Regions from separate parts of the Anser cygnoides genome. Here region 2 is linked to region 1. Evidence: chromatin contacts called from public Hi-C data. All regions are on one chromosome and are shown on one strand. The core of a region is the stretch at or near the end of the contact, and the rest is flanking DNA. Distances in the headings are between cores, read along the strand shown. Region 1 overlaps LOC106032018 (a long non-coding RNA gene). Region 2 overlaps LOC106032018 (a long non-coding RNA gene).

What was found. Hi-C and Micro-C count contacts between places; a contact is called where the count stands out from the background.
Region 2: a Hi-C map of fetal liver shows a contact between it and region 1, with 2.4 times the contacts expected there. The contact joins two enhancer-like sites. A contact is called at or near these places in 5 of 7 Hi-C or Micro-C datasets (fetal liver, granulosa cells and liver).

What each region holds. Positions count from the first base shown.
Region 1 is chr9:19,782,871-19,789,475 of Taihu_goose_T2T_genome, reverse strand. All of the region lies in intron 1 of LOC106032018 (a long non-coding RNA gene), which reads right to left. Among named protein-coding and RNA genes, the nearest start is that of KCNMB2, 20 kb to the right of the region's middle. Within about 2 kb of position 2,940, at least 1 of the 3 cell types and tissues checked has open chromatin away from gene starts, as enhancers often do. A contact at or near this core is called in fetal liver, where this site is marked.
Region 2 is chr9:19,970,991-19,977,595 of Taihu_goose_T2T_genome, reverse strand. LOC106032018 (a long non-coding RNA gene) reads right to left here. Exons shown (of 7, transcript XR_010833495.1): 7 at 2,734-6,605. Among named protein-coding and RNA genes, the nearest start is that of TBL1XR1, 37 kb to the left of the region's middle. Within about 2 kb of position 4,040, at least 1 of the 3 cell types and tissues checked has open chromatin away from gene starts, as enhancers often do. A contact at or near this core is called in fetal liver, where this site is marked.

The sequences.
Region 1 (6,605 bases), core at 1,691-4,190:
ACGGAAGGTCTGAACAGATCGTTACAGCACAGATACAGAGAGAACTTGCCATACCACAGCTGAGTATGTCTATTAAATAAGAAGCTGAATTTCATATTATTCACAGGGCTAGGAATTTTCTCTCAGTGATTTGTAATGGGGAAAAATGATACACCAAAACCAGATTTTGCAAGACTGAAAGCTTGCCACAGGATGTACTTTCCTGTTTCTTCTCTGCGTTTAGTATTTTGTGGAAGCCATAAAACAGGGCGTATCATGGGATACGCCATGAAGCAAAAATATCTAATCCCTGCAGCTGAATGGAGGCAAGAGACACCCAAGATACAATTTCCATAACATGTGCCCAGTTGTAACGTTAGACTGGTCTTAAACAAAAGGTTAAGTATTTCTACACTACACTGCTCTTCAGAACAACACTCGAAGACTTTCAATTTTTATTCCAGTTCAGGACAGAAACACATCAGAATTTTCTCTGGGTAATGATTTCTAGTGTTTCAAAGCTCAACAATAAATATTTATTTCTACATCACTAGCTTTTTCTATATTAAATATATTTTCAAGTGCCACATTTTAAGACTTACAGGACAAGCATTTGAAATTTGTAGACAATTACACCCTTTCATTATCTTCATTTTAACAGGAACGTAGAACACTATTACCAAATACAAAGTGATGAACGTTCCTCCTACGTCAAGAGTTATAAACTACCTAATTCAGGCAGTTGGGTTGGTTTCTTGTCAATATTTTTCTCCCTCAAACTGATAGGGAAAGGAAAAAAAAACCACTAAGAACTGCATATCTTTGAACAAAATGAAAATCCTTCCTTAGGCCGCTGCATAAAATCCTAAGTACCAAAAATGCTGCCAAGTTTTATATACACTCACAGGTTGTTAATACTTGTGGTATTTTCAAACGTGACACCTGGAGCTTCATGGCACACATCAGACTTCCACAGCCTCCTAGGAAAGCTGCCTGCACAGTGAGGTCTTTGTCAGATGCTCCATCTGATTCATGTTCTCAACGACATGTGCTTATATCACTGTTACGCCGGTTAATAACCTGACCCTGAAAACTGGAAATATACCACAAATCACCATCATGGAAAGTTTACGTCTCAACTTCCCGACTGGATTCAAAGTTCAAATGATAAACTCATCAGTGGGTGTGCTGCTTTCTGGCTAGTGGAAAATCTGTTACTAGCAGGGAACTATTAATCTTCCAAAAAGAACTGCAGTGCCTTACTTCAGATGATAGCTTTGTGGTGGGGAAAGCAAGAAAAATGGCACGGCAATTGTTGCTGACCCTTGCCGTTAAAATGCCATTTACCAACTCTTCAAACCAGGGACTCTCATCCAGGGGGCAGCTTGCCAACAAGATCAAAGTCAGCAGGAGCTTTGCCCGAGAAAGTATTAAGATGTGCCCAAATAAGGCAGTTACCCAGAATGCAAATATTTCTTCCTTATTCAGCATGTGGAATTCCCATTGATGGAAATGAAAGCACCATGTGTGCAGAAAATGCAAAAGATGTCTACAGCATGGATCAAGGGAAAGAATTTTGCCTGTAGTGTTATGAAATCTTAATCATTTATACAGTTCAAGGACCTCAGGCTGTGGCATAAAAAAAAATTTACACATTCTGTGTGAGAAACACACAATCCACCATTTCAAAGCCTTCTGGATTGGAATAGGGTTGTTTTTCGATTGCCAAGCTGAAGAAGCGAAGAAATGCAATTGGTTTTGCATGGAAACAGAGACTGAAGTTTATCAACTAAAGCTAGGATAATTTTTATACTGGAAGAAAAATATCAGGATATCTTTAAATGAACATAACTTGGTCTTACCTCTGAGATGTAGCATTTCTACCATTAACGTAGACCGTTAAATTGACTTTAGCACCATGCTTATATCCCAAACAAGAGTATGGCACCTATCTCTGCACCAACAGTCCTGCTGGAGGACAGACGTGTTACTTTAGTTAATCATACTGATATGGAAATCGGAATTTGCTCCTTTGTGGGCAACTTCCAGAATTAGACTACTTACAAGCAACGTAAGGCTTGAATCGAGTCAAAGATACATCATTCATTGCAAATGATTTTACTTGCAAGCTTCCCAGAGCTGGGCAAATACATCTGGACTTAAATACATCTGTAACTGAGCGATGGAGATGTGAATCATTGTTCTTCTGATTGTTAATATTTTTGAAAGTGTTTGCAAGTGCCTCAAGTTGTATGTTGTTTACTGGTTGTCATTCACCATTTACTATTCCCTGTCAAAATGTTTCAGTCATTAAGTCGGAGAGCAGAAAATATACCACATGCCTAATCACACACTGTGAATAATAGAAGTAGACAATTTGTGAATGGTTTGTGCACAAACCCTGAACCGGAACAGAATTCATGCAGACTATTTAACAGGCATCTGAATAACACATCTCTTTCCAGAGCACAGCAATGATTTGCAGGTTGCCTCTCAATTAAGAAGAAAATAGTTAAATTCATTGAGCTTTGTGTTTTGAGAAGCACTGTTAGTATAGTCCTAATATTTTGTCTCTGTTTCTCCTTTCAAAATGGCCATAAGGAGACTACTCCAATTTACTTTTTCTTTCCTGACAAAAATAACCTTTGTTAGGACTTCGAGTTGAAAACGCTTATCGGGAACATATGTCAAAATACATTACAAGGGAATATTGATCGTCTCAGAACTAAGAATCCTAAGTCCAGGAAATGCAAAGAAAAAGTTAAATATTACAAGAAATCCAAGCATGTAAAGATAAGGAAGAGTTCAGTGGGTTCAGCTTTAATTCTGCCCACCATACCTTTTTTTTTTTAAGCATTCTGGGAACTGACTGAAAAGTGTTCAATATGCACTATGCAAAGTGGCTTTCCAGCTTGATCTCTCTCAGGGAGTTCGTGCAGAGCTCTGGCTCCTCTCTTACTGAACTAGCATGCAACCATTTTGTAGCAAATACATGACTGTCCAGTCCTGATTCCTCTTACACAGCCATACAACCAAGCTGAAAATTTTTATAAGCCTTCCTACCACTAAGTCTGAATATTCATAGACAGCCGCCCAAAATAATATAAATGCCTCTGAAGCACTTACAAGTGGAATTGCTTTTAGTATTATCAGCCACATAGCTCACAAATGGAGTAGATTACCCCAGAGTCCTGGGGTGTGCTCATTACTCAGTTTTCCCATTTGTTTAAAGATTGATATTCTCATGGTATCTCTTTGGACTAACATCAGTGCATCCGATGGCAAAACACAGCATTAGACCTTTATAGTGTGCGTGCTACAACATAAATCTGCATTGCCCACATCTGTTCTCAGTACAGAGCACCCTTTCCCCAAAGCCGGAGTTTTACAGCTGATCAGATTACATTTTCCATGTTCTGCTCACGGTGCTCATTCTAGATGGAATTTGTTTCTATGCAGAAGATGAGCACGAGGCCTGTGTGCTATTTAAGCCGCAATTAAGCCCTCAGAAATAGGTCTTAAGTGATGCATAGGCTGCTGTCAGCTCTCTAAATTTCACCCTATGTAATTTCTTCCATCACCCACTCACATTATGTTATTGTCTATGGCTTCAGAAAATTACTACTAGTGCATTCATAACTTCCATTCAACAAAGAGGCTCAATGATTGTTTTCTTTAACGCCCTCTGAGCTTCCCATATTGGCTGTTGTGCTTTTACAAGTACATTTCCCCAGTATGAAATTTCTCTTCCATCTTATATTGGAAGCAGTATAATTTAGAGTTCACTCTGGAACATCTCATCAGGGAAAAGGAACTGGGTATGCACCAGTTCCATTCCTAACATTATACTGACCTCTAGAGTAAGAAGTGCCGCACACCTGACAAATCGGCTGACTGCCTATGAGAAGCAGAAAGGCAGATGAGGACTACCACGAGCTGCCTGCCCTCAGGAAGGGTGCCAAGAACAAGGCTCTGGGGGAGCACAACCCCAAAGGCTGAGCTGGACCTGGGCAACAAATAGGGTGCAATAAGGATCTGGCCATACCACGGCCTCTGTGAGCAGTTCCAAGAGTCTCAAAATAACTCTACACAACACCTTGTGTCTTACTTTTCAATTCACATCCTGAAGACTAGAAGATATAAGATTCAGATAGCTGAATGGATTAGCAATACTTCACACAGAATCTGATATTTACTCTCATTTTCACTTTTCAAAGTAACCTGGAGGTTGCAATATTTTAAAATCTGAGCTACACATCCTCTGTTGCAAGCAGTCATGGGGCAATATACAACATTTTATGCTCAGAGTTTTCTTTGATTTCTGTTTCCTGTTTTCCTTTGTCTGAGCTAACTGACATTAACAAAATATTAGTCAAAATACTTCCTAAACATGAGCATGATTTTTGTGAAAACTTCAGGGTTTCAAAGGCATATCCCCAAGAGACTCAGCATGAAGATATGCTTAATTATTGTTGCCTAGATTCCCCCAGGAAGCCACTAAGGCCTCTTATTGGTAAGTTACTAAAATACATTCTCGGAATAAGAACATAAGAAAACTGCTTTACACCATGTTGGCCAGACTGTTTGTTACGTGTAGCTGAGAAATAAGACTAATAAGAACATGATACTAAGGATCAGAGAACCCACTAAGAGATGCACTCACTGCTCCCACTCAGAGCCTGGGCAGCCTGCAATAGCAATCCAGACAACCCTCATCAGTTCCAAGAGCTACCCACAGAATTAGCAAGCTGAGTTACATTGCCAGCCAAGTACTTCAAATTTTCATTTAACACCTCAAGTACAAAGTTCCCCGGGCCCTGCAAACAGAGACATTTGGGGGTGATGACAGTTTTGTGCTTCACATTGTGATTGCCTTTAACAACATACGGCAGCTCATCATTTTCAACAAGGTTCGTTCTTTCTTCCTAAGTACATCAGCTATTTCTGGTCACTCTTTCCCTCTGGTTTGATCTCCCGTACCTCTAAAAAACAGGTATGGTCAGAGGCAAGATCTGTGGGCTTCTGCTGTCTGGAAGACGGTAATTCATTCTCTGTGATTTTCTGTGTTACTTCATCAGAGCTTACAGTAAGTTTAAAAACAGCATTGGATAAAGTTTTTCTGGAGGAAAAAAAAAAAAACACAACACCACAACTCCTAAGAATTACACTGATGCTTAAAAAGCCTTTTCAAGATGTACATTGCACAATGAAGAGCTTTTCTATGATTTTTGAAAATAACCTCCAATAAGACGTTAAATGAAAAGAAAGCTTCATGCTTAAGATTTCAAAAAGGTAGGCAGCTTGTGCTGGTTTTCTCCGCTAATTCCCTCCGTGATCAAAAGCAGCAAGCACTTCTTCACAAAGCCATGAAAAGCTCAATCATCAATAAATACAGGTCAGCATTAAGGTTTTTTTGAGCAGTCAGGAGCTGAGCACAAATGGCAAGTGAAATGGCAGGGGACAGAGCCAACTTGACATTAGAACACAGGGTGCAGAGTTAGCACAATAAAGGATACAACAGGTTTCTGCAGAAAGGGACTACTTTAACCAGAGCAGCTAATACGCCAAATACGTGGATGGAAGTAGATGGCAGACAGCAAGCAGAAATCAGGAAGGGGCTCAGTTAGTTGGGGCTGAGACCATTCTGCAGTGAGGGCAGACAAACACAGCACTGACCAAGCACACAACTGCGATCACTCCTGGTGGAGGCAAATGCCCAGATACGTACCCTCCTCTGCAGCATTTCTGGTGGCTTAACTATCCTCAGAGGCAGAAAAAGTAAGCAAAAGAACAGGGATTCCACAAGAACAAGCCATTTTCCCTCGTGCCCCTCACAGAAATCCTGTTCAAGACCATAATTCATCAGTCTCTTGTAGATCTGACTGGGCATTTAAGGATGATCTTACCCTTGTGCTATGGGAGAAAACTGAGCTCTGAGACAACGCAAACCTCTCTCTAACTGCTGCAGTAGGGCTGCAAGTGCTGTGAGTTAACCTTAATGACTTTGTAGGGGAAGCCAATGGGCCTTCAGCCCTGCAGCTGTGGCGCACCTCCAGCTGAAAGGCCTTAACTGCATCTTCTTCTCCTAAAAGGCCCATGCATCTGAAGCAGTACACACAGGTCTTCTTTAAGCCCACTTACAGTTTTCTTTGACACACTCGTTCTGCATGAACCTCCCGGCAGTCTCAGGGTGTCTCATCCACCCCAGGATGCTGGGTTGTCCCATCGCCAGGCCAGGCCTCAGTACACATTCAGGCCTGATGCCTGATGCGTGGCCATGGTAGAGGATAACTAGCTGAATATGTGGGTGAGCTTGGAGAACAGGGTCACCCTCGGCGTGTGGGTTCAAAGACAACTTAAGCAGTGACAGAGTATGAGATAAGGTACAAGATACTGCAAAGGGAAAGGGTCTGATTCAGACACAAAGCAGTATAGAGGGCTGAAGATGTGTCACTGTACCGTTCTGGATTTCGAAATGTGCAAACACACAGGGCCGTAATGGAAATGATCCAGCAGAAATTGCATCTCCAGAGAAAGTCTGCAGCTGGGTCAGTGCAGGCAGGTGGGTTGCATGGTCTGTGATCAGGTATCAGTGACTGAGTGGCTGTAGCCTGACCTAACAGAAA
Region 2 (6,605 bases), core at 2,791-5,290, 190 kb before region 1:
TGCGACTGATGCGGGGAAAGCAATTAAACATTTATAGCCCTGTAGCCTCCTGGCACGTGGGTGGGCCGGCCTGCTGTCTGACCTACATAGACTGTGACTTGGCTGCGATTTCGCCGCCACCTTGGCGCAGGCCCCAGCCTGCTCGCCCGCAGGCCTGTCCGCGTCCCGCGCCGCTCAGACAAGTCCCTCGGCGACACAGGAGGCAGAGCCCTGCCCGTGCTGGGGCTCCATTTCTCACTTATACCCCTGGGGTGGCAGAGGTGTGTGTGGGCCTGGTCCTGGGAGATGTCCTAGCTGACCACCACGGCTCCTCCTGCTCGCAGTGGTGGTGTTTTTCTTGCGCTTTTTTAAGCACTGTTCACCTGGGGCCCCTCCTGCACTACAGCAAGCCGTGTGGATAAGAATTAAGTGACTTTGGGCAGCCTAAAGTCCGCTCTATCCACTTCATCTTCAGCCTTAGTTACCTCCTGGTAACTAATGGGAACGGGATGGTGACCTGCTTTTGGGTCGCCTTTGGGTTGCTGTTCTTCTTTGTGATGCTCTCTCCTGCGGAATGTGGCCCGGGCAGCTCTTGGCCCTCAACCAGCAGCACGGCTGGAGCAGGAGATCTGGATGTGCTAGTAAACATTTTGTAGATGGAAAATAAATCCATCCATCTCTGTAAGAAATGCTGCCCCCAAGAGAAATTTCTGATCATAGGCAAGGCTAAGTGCACAGGCACCAGCGAATTCACCACCAGCATTGATTATTTCATTATAAATTGCTCACTTGCTTTTTTACGTTTGCTTCTGTGCAGAAATGAAACACCAGCTACTGAAAATAACAACTGATACACAACCAAAAACCTGACTCGCACATGAAAACACTGGATCTTCCAGAGGGGCTTTCCCGCTGTTTAAGCTCCTTTGAACTTTAAAGTACGAGCTCCATCAAGATTATAGAAACGTGCTGCCTTAGCTGCTGGATTTTTCACTGTGCCAAATGGGAGCCAACTGCTCAGAGGCTGATGGAGAAGACCAATCTCCGTATTAACAAACAGCCCTGAACCAATGTTGTTGATTGATGTCAGAGACGAGGATGTAGATGGAGAAATAAGGGGCTTTCCAAACTGTAAAATGGGGAAAAGAAACCAGTTAGCTACCTCAGGCTGCTCTGATATATGCACGGCAGACATGTTAGGATACTCAGCAGTGGCCCCTCAGTGACACCGAACTCACTGGTGGCCTCCTCTCTGTTCTGGAGTGGTTGTTTAGTGAAAAATAAAAAGGATTGTTTACCGAGAGTCTTTTGCACAAAGCTCATGGCCCCGTACCTACATGGAAATAACCGCTCTTCGGACACCTCTAGAAAGGGTTTTCCTTCATGGGGCTGGAAAGGGACTGGGGAAAGGCTGGTGGACACTGAGTGTGGAACACGAGAGTGGGGAATGAAGGGCAAAGAAGAGAAGGCATGTTGGTCCTTGACCCTGAGTTAAGGCGGTCTGGGCAGCTCTGCTGCCTTTGTATCTCTTACCTGATGGCTTCAGCAGTGTATGGGGGCCAGCAGAAGACGTCCAGGGCCATGATGTGAGGCCCAGGAGCAGGGCACAGGGCCGATCCTGGAAGAGCTGCTGAGCTTTGCGGCTTTCCACAAGGGTGGTGTGACCTTCTTCGCCCTTGTGGAGTGACTAGAGAGAAAGAATATATTTCACTTTCTCTCAATATCAGAATAGACTAGCTGGTTTCTTGGGGTCTTCTCTGGGAAGGGGGAGGTTTCTCTAGGAAGCCAAAATTTGGCCCATTAACATTTTTTATTTTCCTAAACCCTGAGCTGAAGATAACTGGAGAAAAAAAAAAAAAAAAGAAAAAAAAAAAAGGTTGTGTAGTGGTGTGTGACTAACTGCAATCTTGCACTGAAGCCAAACCAGGCAACTCTAATGGCACAGACGAGAAGCTGCCACCTAGGTAGGAAATTTTTCTATTTGCTTCCCATGGCCTCCTGCCCATGCTGAGCCCTGTGCAATTGCTGACAGCACATCTGCTACGGGGCTGGATTTACACCGCCTCATTCTCTGTTTATAGGGGTGATTCATCTTTGGAAACATTGGCTACTGGATGCAGTTAGAGGGATATTGCCCGCGATGGTGCGCTCCATCGTTCATTCTAACCTTTGATTTTCTGGGTGACATCGAATGATGGCAGCGTTTTTTATGATCACCTGCATTTGTACAGGCAAGTACAAGACTGTGCAGGTAGGTGGGAAAGACTCTGTGTTTCACTCTGTAGAGAGGAGGAAAACAACTCCTTGGAAAAAGAAAATAAGAGGGAAAAAAAGGCACAGTCGAGAAAAACCATCATCATTTTGCACAGACACTGGTATAACCTCATGTTCCCCACAAAACATATTTCCCTCAGTTCAATTTCCACGTATCAGGTTTTGCCTGTGAATACTCATGAGGCACAAATCAGACCCTTTAATCCATGATTAGTATGTTGCCCCACGCTCAGCGGTTGCATCATGATTTGCTGTTATTGTTGAATGGATGCTGTGCTATTTAATTGTTTTTTGCTTAGTGATCTGTTTGCTCTGTTAATATTTAATTCTCTTTTTCCATCCTCCTTTCTACCCCCAAAAGGCCTAAAGAATAGAAAACGTCTTTCATTTTCTCAGGCTTCATGTGCTATTGTAAGAAAATACCTATTCATAATCTGCTGTACGTGATAATGATGACATACAGTCATAAAGCTGGAATTTTTAAGTGCTTGCCACTGCTGCTTTATAGCTGAGAGAAAAAAAAAAATTGACCTGATTTGAAGTAAAGCAGGTTAGTGTGCTTTATTTGCCTTTTCCAATGGTTCGGATAATGAACAAATTGTCATCTTTACATATCCTCTGCCAGACTCGGAGCTGAGTGCTGCATGCAAGCCTGAATGACAGTAAACAACGCGCTGCCTGGTGCTTTGCACGCCACGCAGAGGTGAATTCATGAGAACAAATTAGACCTTTGATTGATCCTTTAAACAAAAAGAAAGGAAAACAGTAACAGTAATTTATACGAGCTCTAGCTGCATTGCATTTTTTATAGTGATCAATATTCTGGGCATTGTAAACAGCAGCTTTACATAATAAATAGCTGCATTATGCAATGCTAGTTAAATTTAGAAATGGTTATTTTATTACCTTCAGCAGACATAAAAGAGAGAGTGATAGAGCCGGAGCCCAGGGCTGCTGGTGTCTGAGGACGCGGGGACCAGCTGGGGCTGGCAGGAGGTGAGCGCAGCCCCGGGGGGCTGCGGGGGGCCTGGGGGCTCTCGCACCGCCCGCGGGGTGGCCCCCGCGCCGAAACGCGGCGCGCTCGGCAGCCAAGCATCTCCGCACAATAAAGGGGAAGATTTATGATGAACGAACGAAATGTGCTACTTTTGTTCTCCCTGGTGTCCCTATAAAGCTTTTGTTTGACAGGCTGGTTGGGCTCTGGTTCGCTACAGGCTCTGCTGTGCTGCTACCGGCTGCTCTGAGACCGGTTGTGTGCGGGCTGGAGATCAATTATCTTCCTGCTAGGAATAAACAGGGTTTTCCTCTTTCCTCTCTAGTAGCGTTTGCTATTATCCTGGAGAAGAGGATCCCTTTCTTTTCCTTCCCAGCCACACACACAGATGGGTTGCTGAAGGGTGGGGACGGGAGAATTCAGATTTGTGGCATTCATCTTAATAGCCCGCTCCTCTTGCAGCCTGCTGCTGCTAACTTAGCGTTCAGTGCGCTGCCCATTTACAATAGGCTGGAAGGATGAGCTCTTTTGTTATAAACAATTATGAGACATCTCAATCCAATAAACGCATTGAAATGAGAGCCTCTGAAAATGTGAGTTTGGAAAAATACAGCTGGAGAAGGAAAGTCGCATTGTGAAATCTTCGGCTGAGCACCACGCTGTTGGTTGGCTGTTTCATAACACGCAGGGAGCTCTGATGTGGGAAACAACGGGACTCTAATTAGGACATCAGGGCTGTGATGTTGCTCTGCTCACAGCGGTTGGCACCCATTTACCTGGAGGCTGAGGCGCTCTCGGGAAGGCTGGAGCCAACCCGCTGGTGGAATTTGTGGGTAGGAGTTCGTACGGCACTGAGGCTACAGGGCTCCGAGTTAAAGGTTAATCCAAAGCAGCATCAAACTGAAGTTAAATGCAGATCTAGGTCATCACTTTACAAGGACAACCGTTGGGTTTTTAATGGACTGAACCAAAATCCTGATTCAGAGGAGAACCAAAATCCTGATTTGGAAGAGAGTCCAGCTTTTCAAGAATGTCGATTGGGATCGATACTGGGAATATCTCTAATATTTACACGGATTTGCTTTTTCTCAACTACAGGTCACACTTAGTACAAACAAGAGTCTTGCCCAGCATCTGTTGTGCCCATGAATTTTCAAGCTATTGAGCAGCACATAGTGGCTCCAGAGAAATCATTAAAGATTATTTAGCTGAGCTGCTCTGAGAGGTGAAGAGTTAAAGCTAAATCCCATTTGAAAGTAAACTTTGGAAAAGCAGTGAATTTTCTCAAAGGCTGACTGCTCTTGATTTACAAGGAGTTCTGATCCCAGTCCTGATTTCAATTAAAGAGAAATCCTCAGGCATTTCTGCAGTTTGGCGTCGTTCTTTATTCCACATTGTTATATATTGAGCAATAAACAAAACAAACAAAGACTGTATTCTGCAATGAACTACATACGTCCTGTGCAATCTTGGCAAAATCAATAGGTCAGAGTCTGGCCTTGGATCGTCTCAGATCCGCTGTCAATAATCCCTCCTGCTGCAGTGGAATTTACATCAGTGTAAGTAAAAGCGGAATACTGAGACACAAACCTATCCGTATGTTCACCTAAATGAGAGAGAGGGAGCAAAACACCATAGACTCCACTCCTCTGTACAGAAGGAAGAATAAATAAATAGGTAGCTGGCATTGTAAACTGATTTAACTGCCAGGCCTCCAAAAACCATGACAGTATGTCTCCAAGAAAGCACATTAAGCCAAGCTGTGGGATCTTTGCTCTCTACTCGTTGTGCCTCTAGGTCCTGGTTCCCCACCTGGGTCTGCAGCTCCTGGGGCTGTGCAGTGGAGGCTGAGCTTGCAGGCAGCAAGCACCGCGTCTTTAAATGGCAGGGATGCGGTGCTGCCTCGGGAGAGAAAGGAGGCAGGGGCAGGGGTAAAAGCAGCTCAGCCACGGCTCTGATTTCCCCACGGGAACTTGGTGACACAGCAAGGGGACGGGTGGGCTCAGTGTCCCCACTGCCAGCCTGTCCTTCTGCCCGAGGATGGCATCTGAGCCTCAAGCCCCTGCTTAGCACTTTCCCGGAGCGATGAAATATTCAGATGGCAGACATTTTAATGCCTCCCTCTATTTCTGTTATAGCCGAGTCTTGTTTTTAAATAGATCAGATTCTCATCCCCATTCAAGGCAGCATAATTCAGGAGGTAATCCAGACAAAGTCACCTGGCTCTACTGAAGCCCATAGAAAAGCGTTTGTAGGAGATTGCAATCACAGAAAATGCTCATGGCACTGGGTGAGTGAAACCGTGCTCCAGAGCCATAAATATCATAACCTGCCTTTGACGTGGGCCCTTCAGATCTCCCACCCTTTGTTGCAGCCTGGCCGGAGCTTGCCCAGCGAGCGCATGAGGCTCCGTGCGCCCTTTCATCCTCCCCACACGCTTCTTCCTAAGTCTTCATTTGTATGCACACGCTTTGTAATCACTCATCCTGGCCATAAAACCTACAGGATTTTAAATTGAACTGAAGTCCCGAATGCTTTAAAAGAATTTATGTTGCATAATTGTACTGGTTTGCCTGAAAACAAACAATGATGTATGGCTAAAATACTCTCTCGGGGAGATGACTCAGATCTTTCCTTGTGGCTCAGACCTTGCTTGGCTGCTGATGGTGCAACTTGTAATCTCTCCTCTAGATGCACGCTGAGGGAAGACAAACAAAAGAGTAATGTGCAGAGCAGAGGGCATAGATGAGAAAACACGAGTTATTTGGAGCTTTTGGAGACACTCAATGCTTTCATTCGTTCTGAATCAAGGCAACTTTGGAGATTATGGAAAAGAAAACCAGACCCCGTCGGCATTATGCAGCAACCTACCCTAGCAGCTGTGTGCCTGGTGAAATCCCTTGTGCCTGGGCATCCATCACCAAGGGCATTGCAGGCGAGCCCGGGCACCCGGGCTGCTCCGTCTGTGCCATGGGTGTGCGATGTTTGTGCCATGTCACCAGCTGGTGTGGGGTTTGCTGTCACTGTTGTCACTTCAAACATCTTCCCATACTTTGTTTTCTGTAATCATGGTTTTACACCACACCTAACAAAACACTTTAGCCACTGCATGAAAGGTTTAACCTGTTGTTAAAAAGAGACAGCCACCTCCTCCCCTTCCTCCAGTTTGACACTGGCAGAGAGAGAGCCCTCACAAGTCCCAAGATCGTCATCTGACTCTTGGTAGTTAATTTTTCAACCAAGGTTCAAAAAGATCTATGAACGCTTTACTCTGTGGATACGACATTCAGCCAGTGCCTAAATGTCAGGAATGGAAGCCCAAAACAGGAGTGAGAAGGATCGGAGCCACCTCACTGAG